Linked DNA regions of Anser cygnoides: region 2 is linked to region 1. The links are chromatin contacts, called in public Hi-C maps. All regions are on one chromosome and are shown on one strand. The core of a region is the stretch at or near the end of the contact, and the rest is flanking DNA. Distances in the headings are between cores, read along the strand shown. Region 1 holds the start of NCBP3 (nuclear cap binding subunit 3). Region 2 overlaps YWHAE (tyrosine 3-monooxygenase/tryptophan 5-monooxygenase activation protein epsilon).

Region 1 (6,629 bases), core at 2,281-4,780:
GTTTGACTTTCAAAATCATCTGGTCCAGCCATCACCCTACTACCAATGTCACCTGCTAAACCATGTCCCTAAGCACCACGTCCAACCTTTCCTTGAACACCCCCAGAGACGGTGATGCCACCACCTCCCTGTACAACCCATCCCAACGCCTGACTCCAACAGCAGCAGCATTTCCCCAGCTGTGGCGTAACACCACAACCGATCGCTCTACAGCTGCACTTCCTCAGCTCAGTCACCTGGCAAATATCACCCCACTTGGCATTCCCAGCCAGCCAATTTCATTACGAATTCCTAATATTTCTCTGGCTGTGTGACCCCGCTCAGTTTCAGACTGCTCCGTTCCTCACTTCTGCAAGTTCTCAAAGCAACCCCCTCCAGCACGCTCTGTTTTGTGTCACTTTCTCTCTGAATTGATGGTACTTCCCAGTAAAATTCAACAGCAAATCTTGAGTATGGCGTGAACAAAATTTGCTTCTGGTAATAAAAAGGCTCCTTCCATTATACATAATCCAGTGGGACTAATATATCTTCTTGCTACTGATCACGCACTCCAGGCTTATTTATTTTTAACAGTGTCTGCACACAGATCTTTTCAGAATAGTTAATTTGAGTTGCATTTGCCAGAGCTATCTTTGTGGCTGACATCACATAGCCAGCATCTGGCAGGAACCACGAGCACAGGTGACACTTCCAAGCCAGATGTGAATGGTTACAGCAGAGGCCCCGTACATATAATGTGAACACCAGTAGTAAACAGGACATCGAAACCCACTGTGAGCAGCAGATTCTGAAATAATTGCTAGAGGAAACATTTCTGCGGCAGAAATGCCATTTCTTGAGGTGATAGAGAAAAGAAAGTAAAACATGCACCTTCTCCTCTTTTTAGTTTTCATTTCAGAAGTAGAACACAGTACTGATGTGTGATCTAGCCCAGATTTACAAAACTAACCCTTCAAAGTAATAGATGGGGCAAGATTCTGTAACAACAGGTTGCCTTGCACTGCTGCTATTAGAGTGCAGGTGAAGCCTTTAATTAACCCAGACATTTCCTTATTTCAACATCCGTGAATATTGCCCAGGACAGACCATTGCTACACAGCCGTACTACAACCCCCTCTGCTTGGCACGATTTCGAGACTTGCTCATTGAACTCAGCAAGAAACTTTCTACTGATAAACTGTGGCTTTAGATCAGTTGCCAAAGTTCTATTGCTCCTTAGGAGAAAATCATCCCTAGCCTGACTGGTAGGAACAATCAAATCAGGAGAGGAAAACCAGGACTGGGGCTTTTACTGCCAGGTAGGTGAGTGGAATATTCTCTTGATATTTTACAGCTTCTTTCAGAATCTTGTTATTAACCATGGATTCTTCCGAGTCTAGGGCCAAGATCTGTCTGGCCTCTCAGCTCAGACTGCAATCTTCTGCTTGTGAAAGGGCCCGTGTAGAAATGCACGTTGGTGCAGAAGGGCTCCACCTTTATTGTAGCCTCTGTGCAGAAGGGATGGGTCAATGGTAGTAACCTACTGATGAGTGGAAGGGCGTGTTAATGGAGTGGAATATAAGTGTTAATTATGGAAAGAAAAATGAATTTGGAAAAGGTTGTTATCTGGAGAAGCCCTAAGTAAGGAAAGGCTGTTAAAAATAATGAAGGATAGTGAGTGATTGAACAAGAAATTATTTCAACATAAAAGTAGCAAAAGGAGCTTCTTTCAGGAGGGAAATATTATGCATTTCCCCATCACTGACCACCAGAGGGAACTCTTGCAATAAGATTCCGAACTGCTTGCAGCAGAAAATCTGATGAAACCCTCCACCAACTCCTGTAGTTTTGTGGTTCAGCTGAAAACATGGGGAGATGGGGTACAAAGATGGGGACTTGCAAGACAAGAAAATAAAAGTCTGCAGGCCCTCAGTCAACAGGGGACTTTTTTTTACAGTGTCTAGCAGAAGTCAGAAAAACAGTGAATTTTACCATTGTAAGAAAGTTTTGTTTTGTTTGAAGTCTGTTTGAACCACTAACCAGAATGGACGTGCTTTCTTGCTGCTGTGATTTAACTCTCCTAGCAGCCTGGGCCCTCAACAAGAATCTGCAGCTTTTCAAATCTGAGAAAAAAACTGAGCACGGAAGTGTGCTATTTCTGCAACTGGCTAACAAACTCCACATGTCACCAGGGAAACTAGGACTAGGTTCTAAATAGATTATGACTGGCTCCTACCTACAGTCCATCTGGAGAGAGAACGGGATCAGCAGAGGAAGGATGTTCATTTGTTAAACCATCAGATAAGCAGAAGTCAAGCACCTGGTGTTTTCCTATGTATTTGGTGAACTGCAGCCTCCCACCTGTAAGACAGAATATTTTCTCATTGGGATATTGTCGAGGTTGATACAAGCCTAGTTAACTGACAGGATACCAAAGTCCTGTTCATGAGAGATACGCGGCTTCAAAGCATCCTACAAGGAAGCAAAGATGCTGTCAGCCAGGCAGGAACACAGCACCCTCACAGTTAAGGACAGCTATGCTCTAACGTTATGTTTATGCAAGTGCTGCCACATGGAGGCCACACAGATGAAAAAACACATTCCTTTCTGGAAAAAGCTCTCAGAATTGAGCAGAGCTGGAACAGAATTCAATACACATTTATCCAGACTCTAAAGACTTTACTCTGGAACTTGGATAGCCTGGAGAACAATCTAAAATGGTTAAATATTGCTCCATCCTTATAGACATCATTCTTAGTTGTCCACGTGCACACATCCACATTCCTCTGTGGCACCAGTGGAAGTTAAGCAATTCTCTGTTTGCAGGCCCCTGCGGTAACACGGTCAGTGAACTCTTCTGGGTAAAAATACGCTTTTTCTTTTGCAGAGCTATTTTTAACCTAGAACAGCTCATTGGCTCGATTCAGCCCCATGAAAACAGCTGTGCTGGCACAACCGTGGGGTGGGAACATACAGCTGGCAGGGAAGACGAGGACAGGAACTGCTGGTGCAGCTCTGAAGGGAAGAAGACAGCGAGCTGTATCCCTAGCGCCTGCCACGGGCGCGGACAAGCCTGGCTTCACACAAGTGATCTCAGCCAGCCACAGAAGCTGGGAAGCCAAGAGGGGATTGGGACACTCAGGGGGTTACCCTGCCTTCCTCCTGCCTCCTAACGGGATGCACCAGCTGCAGAGACAAGTCCGCTGCCCTCTGTTCCCCTCAGCCCCCTGCTCCCCTCAGTGCTCCTGTCAACACTTCCAGCTCCCCTCAGCTCCTCGGGTGCCTGCCCCCCTCAAGGTCTCCTCAGCCCCACCTCAAGGTCTCCTCAGCCCCCCAAGCACCCACTCCCTTCAACCCTCCTCAGCTCCTGTCAGCCCCCCTCAGCTTAAGCCCCCTGTTCTCCTCAGCCCCTCTCAGCCCTCCTCAGCCCCTCTCAGCCCTCCTCAGCCCCTCTCAGCCCTCCTCAGCCCCTCTCAGCCCTCCTCAGCCCCTCTCAGCCCTCCTCAGCCCCTCTCAGCCCTCCTCAGCCCCTCTCAGCCCTCCTCAGCCCCTCTCAGCCCTCCTCAGCCCCTCTCAGCCCTCCTCAGCCCCCCTCAGCCCCTCTCAGCCCCCCTCAGCCCCTCTCAGCCCCTCACACACCCGCACCACCCCAACTCCCCCCTCCCTCTCCCCTTCTCCCCCCCCGGCCGCGCGTGCAGATGACGCGCCTCCTTCCCCGCGTCCCCCCGCGCGCCGTCACGTCCGGTAGGTGAGGTCAGGGCCGGGGCCGCCATTTTGGGTGGCGGGGCTGGGCGCGGAGAGGGGGCACGGCGGGGCCGGGCCGGGCCGGGGGGGGGGGGGCGCGGCGGCAGCAGCGAGGGCGGCCCCCATGGCCGGGCAGTTCGACGCCGAGGACCGGGCGAGCTGGTACTGGGGGCGGCTGAGCCGGGCCGAGGCGGTGTCGTTGCTTCAGGGGCAGCGCCACGGCACCTTCCTGGTGCGCGACTCCGGCACCATCCCGGGGGACTTCGTGCTGTCGGTTTCCGAGAGCTCCCGCGTCTCGCACTACATCGTCAACAGCCTGGGGCCGGCGGGAGGCCGGCGGGCCGGCGGCGAGGGCCCCGGGGCCCCGGGTGAGTGATCCCCTCACAGGGCCGGCCGTGCACCCTCAGCCCCCGGGAGGGCGGCCGGAGAGGCCGGGTCCCGCTCGGTGCCTCCTCCCGGGCCGCGTCTGGGGCTTTCTGTGAGGAATTCGGTCGTGTGGTGCTGCTGGGGGTGCCGAGCCAGGTGTTTGTGGGCAGCAGCCGCTGAGGGAGTCGGTTTTAGGAGTTAAACGTGCGCTGGGTTGAGCGTTGGTTCTCCTGAACCCGGAGCCGTGGTGCTCCGCGCGTAGTTTTGTTTTCATAAAACTTAATTACTACACGGGGCATGTCACCTCAGCTTGGAGATGGAGGTCTAGGAGTGTTATCTGAACGGCTGAATTCTGCCGAAATGGTTTTGTGTTAGAGGACAGGCTGTAAGGCTAAACTTCAGGTCACAAACCAAAGCATCAGGGGGGTAATTTAAGTGTTAGGAACTCGTCTGGAATGTAAAAGCAATTATTCCTTTAAATTAGATGTGAAGTTTTGGGTGCTCCCACGCACACAGTGTGTTGAAAGGGAAGATATGATATTATTTCTCATTGACTTAACATCACCAATAATCAATAAAGCATCCAAATTAATGCTCATAGAGTAGAAAATACTGACTGTAAAAAGGAAAACTATTATCGTGGGAAGCAGTGTTTTTGAAAGTACAAGCATAACTAAATTAACAAGGGCCCTCAGCAATGCATAATCCTTAGATGTGCAAGTGAGAAGATTTAGTTAAAAGGCAGCAATATCCTTACTCGGGTCATTACTGAAATCAGTAGTAGAACCACTCAAGCGTGCATGTTAATGCTCGTAAAATGATGTGGGCGTATTCCTGGCAGCTCAGAAAGAAACCGCTGCAAAGTTTTGAAGGTTGTATGTAGGTACAGTCACTTTCTATGTTTGGAGAATTCAACGGTATTTGTTACATAAAGGATTTTTCAGTCTCTTGCACAGACCCTAGTTGACTAGGAAGGGGTAATCTGAAAAAAAAACAGACCTGTTGCCAGTAGATTTGCACCATTATGCAGTGATCTCTCCTGCTTAGGGCAACATTTAAAATTGGCAAACTGGGGAAAGCCTGAAGTCATCGTGTTTATCTAGGAACATACCACAGCTGCAGAGTGTACTCGAGTCATAAAAAGGTCCATGAGATAGAATTTAAAGGTGGCCGAATTCAGCTGGAAGTAAAGTGGGAAGTTAAGTGGTTTGCCACAAGACTTGTTAGATTACTCCTTGTTTCGTATCGGTCAAGACAAAGGTTTATTTTCATAGGTTTGTGAAGGCTTGATGCGGGAAATGCATGACTGATGTTGCATAGAGCAGAACAAACTGCCAGGATGGTTAGTAGTGGAATCCCTAGAAGTGAAAAACCCTGAAGTATGTGTGCCAGTTACTTTGCTTGGCAGTCGTTTTCCACAGAGCAGCTCATCTGTGGAAAAACAATGTTTTTCATGTTATTGAATGCCTAGTCTATGTTACTGTGATACCACCTTGGTAAATAGCCGTTCTAACTTTTTCATTATGCTACCCTCTTAAACTCAGTAATGTTTTGTGGCATTCTGTGGGCTGGATTACATTGTGAGTGTTAAAACATTTTGAGGTTTTGGTGTTCTTTTTACAAATCACTTAATGCCCCTTAGGTAGTTATGTTCTGTTTTAAATATTTATCTGCTTTAGCAGACTAGCTGCGTAGGCTATTGGCACGGTAGGCTTAATCTGTGTTAAAAGTTTATTTTTGGTAGGGCTTTTTTTTTTTTTTTCCCCTGGATGTTATGAGAGGAGGTGGTGCTTCACTCCTGCATCACAGATAATCCTATGCTGAAATTTTAGTGGTTTTAAATAAATGCCTTTGTGCTGATGCTGTTTTCTTTTCACACTTAAATGAAAGAAAGAAGGCGGGTGCGTATGTATTAAATTACATTTAAAGTGTAAGTTTCTTTCAGAAAAAGTGGGGAGGGGAATGTTCAGCAGGGGAAGGGAGATGAAATCATTGGTAAAAGATGGAAGGTGATTTCATGTTAGAATAGGGAAGGTAATGCAGTAAAATGAAGTAAATGTTTGCAAACCATTGTGGTGATTTATTGTGGTCAAGTTAAAACATGAGGAAGAACAACTTCACTGCGTTAATTATCTGTACTGTCTACTTTTTTAAGGTGATTTTCTTGTTAGCTTCAGTAAGCATGTGTGATTCATGACTGCTGGAACGCTGCTGTGTGCAGATTATACTGGGAACCTAGCTCCAGTACAGGATGAATGCGATGAGGATCTTTGGCTTTCCTAATATAAAAAGCCATACTGTCACAAAAATTAGATGATTTCTTCCACTTCTGAAGTATTTAAAAAAAAAAAAAGCTAACTTTTGGGTAATTTTGCCTTTTGCCTGATGTGCTGTAGTTCCTAACTTCTTGTAGGCAATGTTTCAGAATAAGGAAGAAAGAATTCAACAGAACTTCCCAAAATAACTACATCTTACTTACATGTTTTAAGTCCATTAAAAGAAATAGGGTAAATCATTGAATTATGGGAATAAAAATGCTC
Region 2 (6,629 bases), core at 1,106-3,605, 37 kb after region 1:
GAAAGTTAATGCCAAATCAGGAAAGAGCAGCAACAGGTTGCTATCTGCACTTAACCAACCCCTCTTGCTGTGGATGATGTGGGATGCTTGGATCAAGTCTGGTTTTGGCAATGTAGATGTCAAAAAAGAGCTTTTAGCTTTTTTTCGAAGGTGTTTAGTTTGCTTTCAGGTATGAAGCTTTCTATGGTAGAATCTAATCTTGTAGACCTTGCTTTTTTTATTCCAAAGCAGGAAAAAAAGTGATGTGACCATGTTTTCAATTTTGGCTATTAAAATCCAGTAACTGATTTTAAATAAGACTTAATATATTGTTTTCTTTGACCACTGACCTCACTGTTAGTGTTGATGGTTTCTGCTTTTTTCTTTGTTATGAACTGCTATGCTTTGCTTTTTTATTGCCTGCTTCTGAAGCTTGTATTTTTTTCTGTAATTTGTTTTCCCCTTGTATCTGACCTTTTTTTGTCTGTGACACATCTGTTGTGTTCTAATATTACATGATTTTTGTCTTAGGGCTTTTCTGCTAGTACTTGGCCTCCCAAGTAGCCAGTGGAAACCTGTTCTGAATGTGTAATGTAACTGGGGGTGAAATGGAGTTCAGCTGACCTGTCTTAACTACCTTCAAATTGTTTCCTTCACCATTGCCACTTCAGGGCCTTCCAGGATCAAAAACGTGAGGCATTAGGAGTTGTGCAAGTCATGCAGTAAGCAGTTATATGCTGAGACAGACATAATGCAACTGTCTAGCAAGATGTTTCCCAGGGAATTTATAATTCCGTTATTCAGTTACGCATTTCATCATACATCAGTCCTTGCATCTTCTGTCTGCCAGCTAACTACCCAGTACTGTTTTGCTTAATGTACCTGTGGACAGCTGAATCTGTCCTGTTTTTTGTCTTCCCCCTCCTTGGGTATTTATGATGCCACCTGTTTGATATTAAATATTTTTGAGACAGGCCTTTAGTCTTCTGTGCTAACCTTGCTGCCTCTTTGTGTTTTTTTTAAGGTTGAGACTGAACTGAAGTTAATCTGTTGTGACATTCTGGATGTACTGGACAAACACCTCATTCCAGCAGCTAACACTGGCGAGTCCAAGGTTTTCTATTACAAAATGTGAGTGTTGCCTTGGGAGGTGAACTTCTTGTTGTATCTGGAGTAGATAACGGGAGTAAAGTAGTGATGCATGGTGGGTTTTTTCAGGCTAGAACAGCCAATACTATAATATCCTGTACTAACGCAACAAAAGAAAAATCAAACCTTCTCCCGCTTGATGGTTTAAAATGTGCTTAGGTGCTAAGGCCCTGTTGCCTGGGCAGTAATTCAGCAGTAGTAGTCCTTTTGTGTGTGAATGTACAAAATGACTTGTAGAACTAAGCACTTTAGTGGCTGGTGTGGAAATAAGGACTAATGACTTATTGTTTGTTCTATCCTTGTTTTTCAGGAAGGGGGACTACCATAGGTATCTGGCTGAGTTTGCCACAGGAAATGACAGGAAGGAGGCTGCAGAGAATAGCTTGGTGGCTTACAAGGCTGCTAGTGATATTGCAATGACAGAACTCCCGCCAACACATCCTATCCGCTTAGGACTTGCCCTCAACTTCTCTGTATTCTACTATGAAATTCTTAATTCTCCTGATCGTGCCTGCAGGTAGGTAGTGACTGGGGAGATGGGGGAAACTTACGTGAACACCAAACAAGCCAAAAGTGGTTGCTAGTTAGAGAATGACTTTAATGCAACAACAAAAAAAAAAAAACAACACTGTGCTGGCTTTTTTCCTGCTGTTTGAGGTTACACCATTGGAAAGGCTTTGAACTTTTGTATCCTTTTGAATCCAGATGAATTTGTTTATCTGGGAGTAGGTTATGTACGAGAAGCAGTAATAACCTTGGACCAATGAACCAGTGGCAGCTTGACAACTTGCCATGTTAACTCTATGCTCACCATTACTGTGCAAAAAGTGTGAGGTAATTTAGCTTGCCTCTCTTGGTGCTGGCTCCTACACATGGTAAGAGGTGTCATGGTCAGAGGAATTAGTGGTATAGATGAGCTTTTGTAATTATGCTGATCTTTCGGTATTTAGCTTGTATGAGCATAGAAGTGAGGAATGAAGCAAAGACTTCCCTCTATTTCTGTCTCTGCAGGTTATGTAACTTTTTAAAGCTTTTAGCAGATGTTGATCAGTTCTATTGTGAGATGTAGAAACATTTAATAAACCCCAAATTCTTGAGTAAATAGTTACTGTTCTTAGTCATGCAAAGTAGTCGATTTTTTTTGAAGACTGGAGATGTTTATCCAAACATCTGAACACTTTTAAATAATATTTTTTAAAAAGAGGCTATGCATGTCTAGGTGGCTACATGAAAATAGGTGTTCTGAGGTGTTGACTTCAGAATTCTTTCACGATATGTATTAAGTCTGACTTTGTGCTTATAGGTTGGCGAAAGCAGCTTTTGATGATGCTATTGCAGAACTGGATACGCTGAGTGAAGAAAGCTATAAGGACTCTACACTTATCATGCAGTTGTTACGTGATAATCTGACACTATGGACTTCAGACATGCAGGGTGATGGTAAGTAAACGCCACTCGAAGGTGCTGCTGTCCCCTGAGCTCTACTCAGAAAACAAAGCAGAGATGTGTAGATTTTAGATTGATTTGGTGTTTCGTTGCTGTCATTCTTAATAATCGACCTTTCTGAACTTCTGTCCTTAACATGGGATGTATTGATGGGGTGACAGCAAGTTCTACTGAGAAGTTTTTCAGCTTCATACTTGAAGAAAGGAGATGTAATTAGTACCATTCTAAACATCAGTGATTATTTTAAAGCAGTGACTTCACTTAATTATCTGTCTTTTGTGGCTTGTCATGTTCATCTTACAGTTGTCATTTCAGCCAGATATCAAGTTCCAGTGCAGGAGGAAGTATTGCAAATGATCTAGTTCCCTTTTCAGGTCACTTAATGTTTCTGTTAGCTTTTCAGTACAAGATTGTTTACTGCCATCATGGCAATCCCTGTATCTTTTATGAAGAATCGAGTATGAAGATGAACAGGGATTCTGTAATTCTGTTACAGGACAAAAGAGTGAATGCTTAGAAAAGTCTAAATTTGCTACTTGATGTTTGGAAAGCTCTTTTTGTTTAACTACTCCCAGCAGATGCGAGGTTGTGACTCTGGAAATGGGCTATTGCCAGAGCAAAGAGCAAATATATCCTCTGGCAGTATCTGAGGGTGGGGCACTGATTGCTTCTCTTTACTAACATCTGATAGTTACTCACATAAGTATTTCTGATGTTCTGAATGGACTTTATTTCCACTTACATTTAATGTTCTATGTGAAAGAAATTTTGAGTTTGCCTTGTTTTGCTTATTAGTGAATTAAATGTTCTTTATGTAGAAAGATTAAACTTGTGTTTCCTTCTGCAAAAATTAGGTTCTGGATAGACCTGTAAAAAAAAAGCTAGATTTCTTTACTTAAATTTTAGGAGAAGAAAATCTGGCCTGTTTATTAGAGTATTAACAGAGGTCTAAAACAATATTCCAACTTGACTTCAGATAAGTCTGTAAATTTTTTAGTGTAAGTTGTTACTTGTTGTGTGGCAGTAGTCAGGTAGCTTTACTTTGGAGTACTTTACTGGCGTAGTGTCTGAAAGCAATGGTGGAATCTCATTACCTTCTTACTGCCTGCTGCCACTTGGTCAGTGGGGGCTGATGGTTTCTTTTAAGCATTGTTCACTTCAAGCTCTGGGAATGGCAGCAGACATGTACCATGAGTATTAATGCTGCAATTCAAATTTTACCCCTATTTCTTTGGGCTTTAGACAGAACTGGGGGGCAGAAGACTGTACACATGCTGGGTCTTGGCTTGTAGGGTAGCTGACATCTTAGTGCAGTCTCTTGCAAGGGACCCTGTGTTGTTTTCAAAGGTGCAACATTATATGATTCTGTACCCTTAGATATATATATTGCCCAGGTGGATCTGTAGAGCAGTGTCTCTAAGCATTGCAGGTATTAGATGCCTTCCGTGCTGTGGCTAGGGGAAAAATGTATCCCCAGTGCACACAATTAAAATCTGACCTTTTAATTTTTTAATGGAGCCAAATATCGCGGTGTTCTTTGGGAACAAACAGCAAGGTGGTTATTTCAGTGAAGCAATGAGGCTGGATTGCTAATGCAAGGTAGTAGAATTAGAACGTCTTCCAAAAGCTACCTCGATTTACACGTGAGCTGACTAACATCGCATTTCACAGAAGTTAGCGAGGTTATTTACAGAGGCTTTTAAAACTTACTTATTGAGTAATCCACATTCAAATTTCTTATTTCCTCATTAGCTCCGTAGTCTAGAGAATAACTATTTTTGTCCTTCCTGAAGTAGTTCAGAATATCTTAGGTACTGTTTTTGATGCATGGCACCAGCAGGATGAGGACTACAAACTAAACATACTGCAGAGCTGCTGAACTACTGCAGTTCTTCAGTCTTCAGGTTCCCAAAGAATACAATGTCTGTGTAATGTGTACAGCCACAGGTGAAAAGCTGAATTTTCTTTTCCTTGTAACATCATAATACGCTCACTGAGTGCGTTGGAAAGTGTTGCTTCTAGAACTCTATTTTCAAACTGGGTTAGAGCCTTTGAAGATAGGTAAAAGTTAATTGTGGCATTCACAAAGATGGTCATTATTACCAGTCTCCTGAGGAGATGGGAAGGCTTTTAAGAGGCTAGTTCCTTTTTCATTGAGCTCTTGCCTAATGCTTTATTTCAGTTATGTAGATTGTGGTGAATGTCTCTCTGAAATTGGGTAGTATTACTCAGCTGCTACACTTTTCCATCCCATGTACTGTATCTTTTAACCATGTCATAGACAAGCTGTTTACTTCACGCTTGTAATGTCGTCTTCATATGATTCCTATTTTCCCCTTCTTTCCTGCTGTATAGATTCCTAAAGGAAAGTCCAACTGTTCATTTCCTAAAAACTCTACTTTGTAAGTCCTCGTCATGGCTCAATGAACTTTTCAACGTCAGTTTTCTTCTGATCACTAATCATGCTTGCCTCTGTCACTACTTTGCTGCTGATAAAATTGCTTGTATCTTTGACTCCATTCCAGGGCTAAGCGATGTTCTGCCAATTTGTGACCTGTTACCCAGGTCCCATACGCATAACCAAGATCCAAAGTAACTTACGTGTTTGGGAATTGAGCGCATACCTGGATGGATATTAAGACTATTTGGGCATGAAAAGTACTCTTACTGTCGCCTGTTACAGGAGTATTTGCTTAAGTGCATTGGCTAGAGCATGCTCAGATCTAATAATCTTCCTCAGTTAGGGCCTCTGCGTTCTTCTTTTAAATTACATGTTTCATAATTCTAAATGTAAATTTTGTTTTTGAATGTCACATATCTTGTGTTCCTAGGCCACTTCTTCAAAACTCTACCTTGCATTGTACCTGGTGGTAATTCTGAATCTGGACATGCTCTGAGCAGGCATTCTGATTCTGTGCTGAAGTCATTGGTCTCATTTGACTGGATTTATTGCAAATGAATTTTTTTGAATGGACAGTTTTTGTTTATTGCCCTTAAGATAGTACCATGTCACATGGCTAAAGATAACTCTGAAGAAAACATTTTTTTCAGTTTCTTGTCAATTAGCTTAATCTTGCATGTGTTATGGCACCAGCTGGAGTATGTTAAACTTCTCCCTGTTGTAGTAGAAACAGGCAAAGACCTGTGCAGGAGGCATTGCATGCACCTCGCCCAGGGGCAACTATAAAGTAAAACTGAACACCTGTGACAATTCGCTGTGTGGACAGACCTCATTTCATTGCATGGTGCAGCCTGGTTGAATAGGTCCAAACGGGCTGTTTCTCAAGAGACATGTATCCCATAAGTCACTCTCTGAATAACCACAAGCCTGGGATTTCTTGTTACGTTGGACTGGGAAGTAGGGAAGCTTATTCATGCTTCTCTTGGTAACTTAATAGATGCCATGTAACTCTGTAACGTTGGCTGCAGTCAGTTGCGGTTGTTGAGACTAGGTGGACTCGGAGAGGAAAAAATATTTAATTTCTTAGCGGGTAGATGGCCTTAGTGATCTGTGGAGTAGCAATGAGGTTACTGGGAAGGTATGTTGTGACTTAAAGACGTTGATCTGCAGCCATTTGGACGATATGTCTTGGCTGTTCACTTCTTGATCAACAGGACTGACATATGCAGACTGTTTTCAGAAACGATGGTTTATTGTTTGTCCTTACAACAGTCCATGTTTTAATAGCCTGTGCTACAGTTGTTCCGTACGAAATGTGATGAGTTGATTACAAGGCTTAATTTCCATGGAAACGCTTCACTCCAGAACTGGCTGTTACGAGCGTGTGTGTCATTTATGCAAGCGTGTGAGTGTGTGTGTGTAACTGCATGAAACTATTAATCTTAGATGCTTGTTAAGCCATTCTGCAGTCTCGTTTTCAGAAGCTAACTTCTCTACTTTTAAACACTTTCATAGGTGAAGAACAGAATAAAGAAGCGCTGCAGGATGTGGAAGATGAAAACCAGTGAGACACAAAGGCCAACAAGAGAACCCATCTCTGACCACCCTTCCCCTTCCCCACAAAAACCCTCAGTGTCACTCTGAGAACCACCAA

Evidence for each region. A called contact is a pair of places that touch in the nucleus more often than the background predicts.
Region 2: a Hi-C map of liver shows a contact between it and region 1, with 4 times the contacts expected there. The contact joins the enhancer-like site here to the promoter of NCBP3 in region 1. A contact is called at or near these places in 4 of 7 Hi-C or Micro-C datasets (granulosa cells and liver).

What each region holds. Positions count from the first base shown.
Region 1 is chr18:7,233,485-7,240,113 of Taihu_goose_T2T_genome, forward strand. It overlaps NCBP3 (nuclear cap binding subunit 3), which reads right to left and starts at 3,531. Exons shown (of 19, transcript XM_066979898.1): 1 at 2,954-3,531; 2 at 2,216-2,340. CRK (CRK proto-oncogene, adaptor protein) reads left to right here and starts at 3,763. Exons shown (of 3, transcript XM_048068027.2): 1 at 3,763-4,091. The coding sequence starts at 3,848.
Region 2 is chr18:7,271,211-7,277,839 of Taihu_goose_T2T_genome, forward strand. It overlaps YWHAE (tyrosine 3-monooxygenase/tryptophan 5-monooxygenase activation protein epsilon), which reads left to right. Exons shown (of 7, transcript XM_048068029.2): 3 at 1,004-1,110; 4 at 1,439-1,645; 5 at 2,432-2,568; 6 at 4,930-4,976; 7 at 6,491-6,629. The coding sequence ends at 4,937. Among named protein-coding and RNA genes, the nearest start is that of YWHAE, 18 kb to the left of the region's middle. Within about 2 kb of position 2,356, at least 1 of the 3 cell types and tissues checked has open chromatin away from gene starts, as enhancers often do. A contact at or near this core is called in liver, where this site is marked.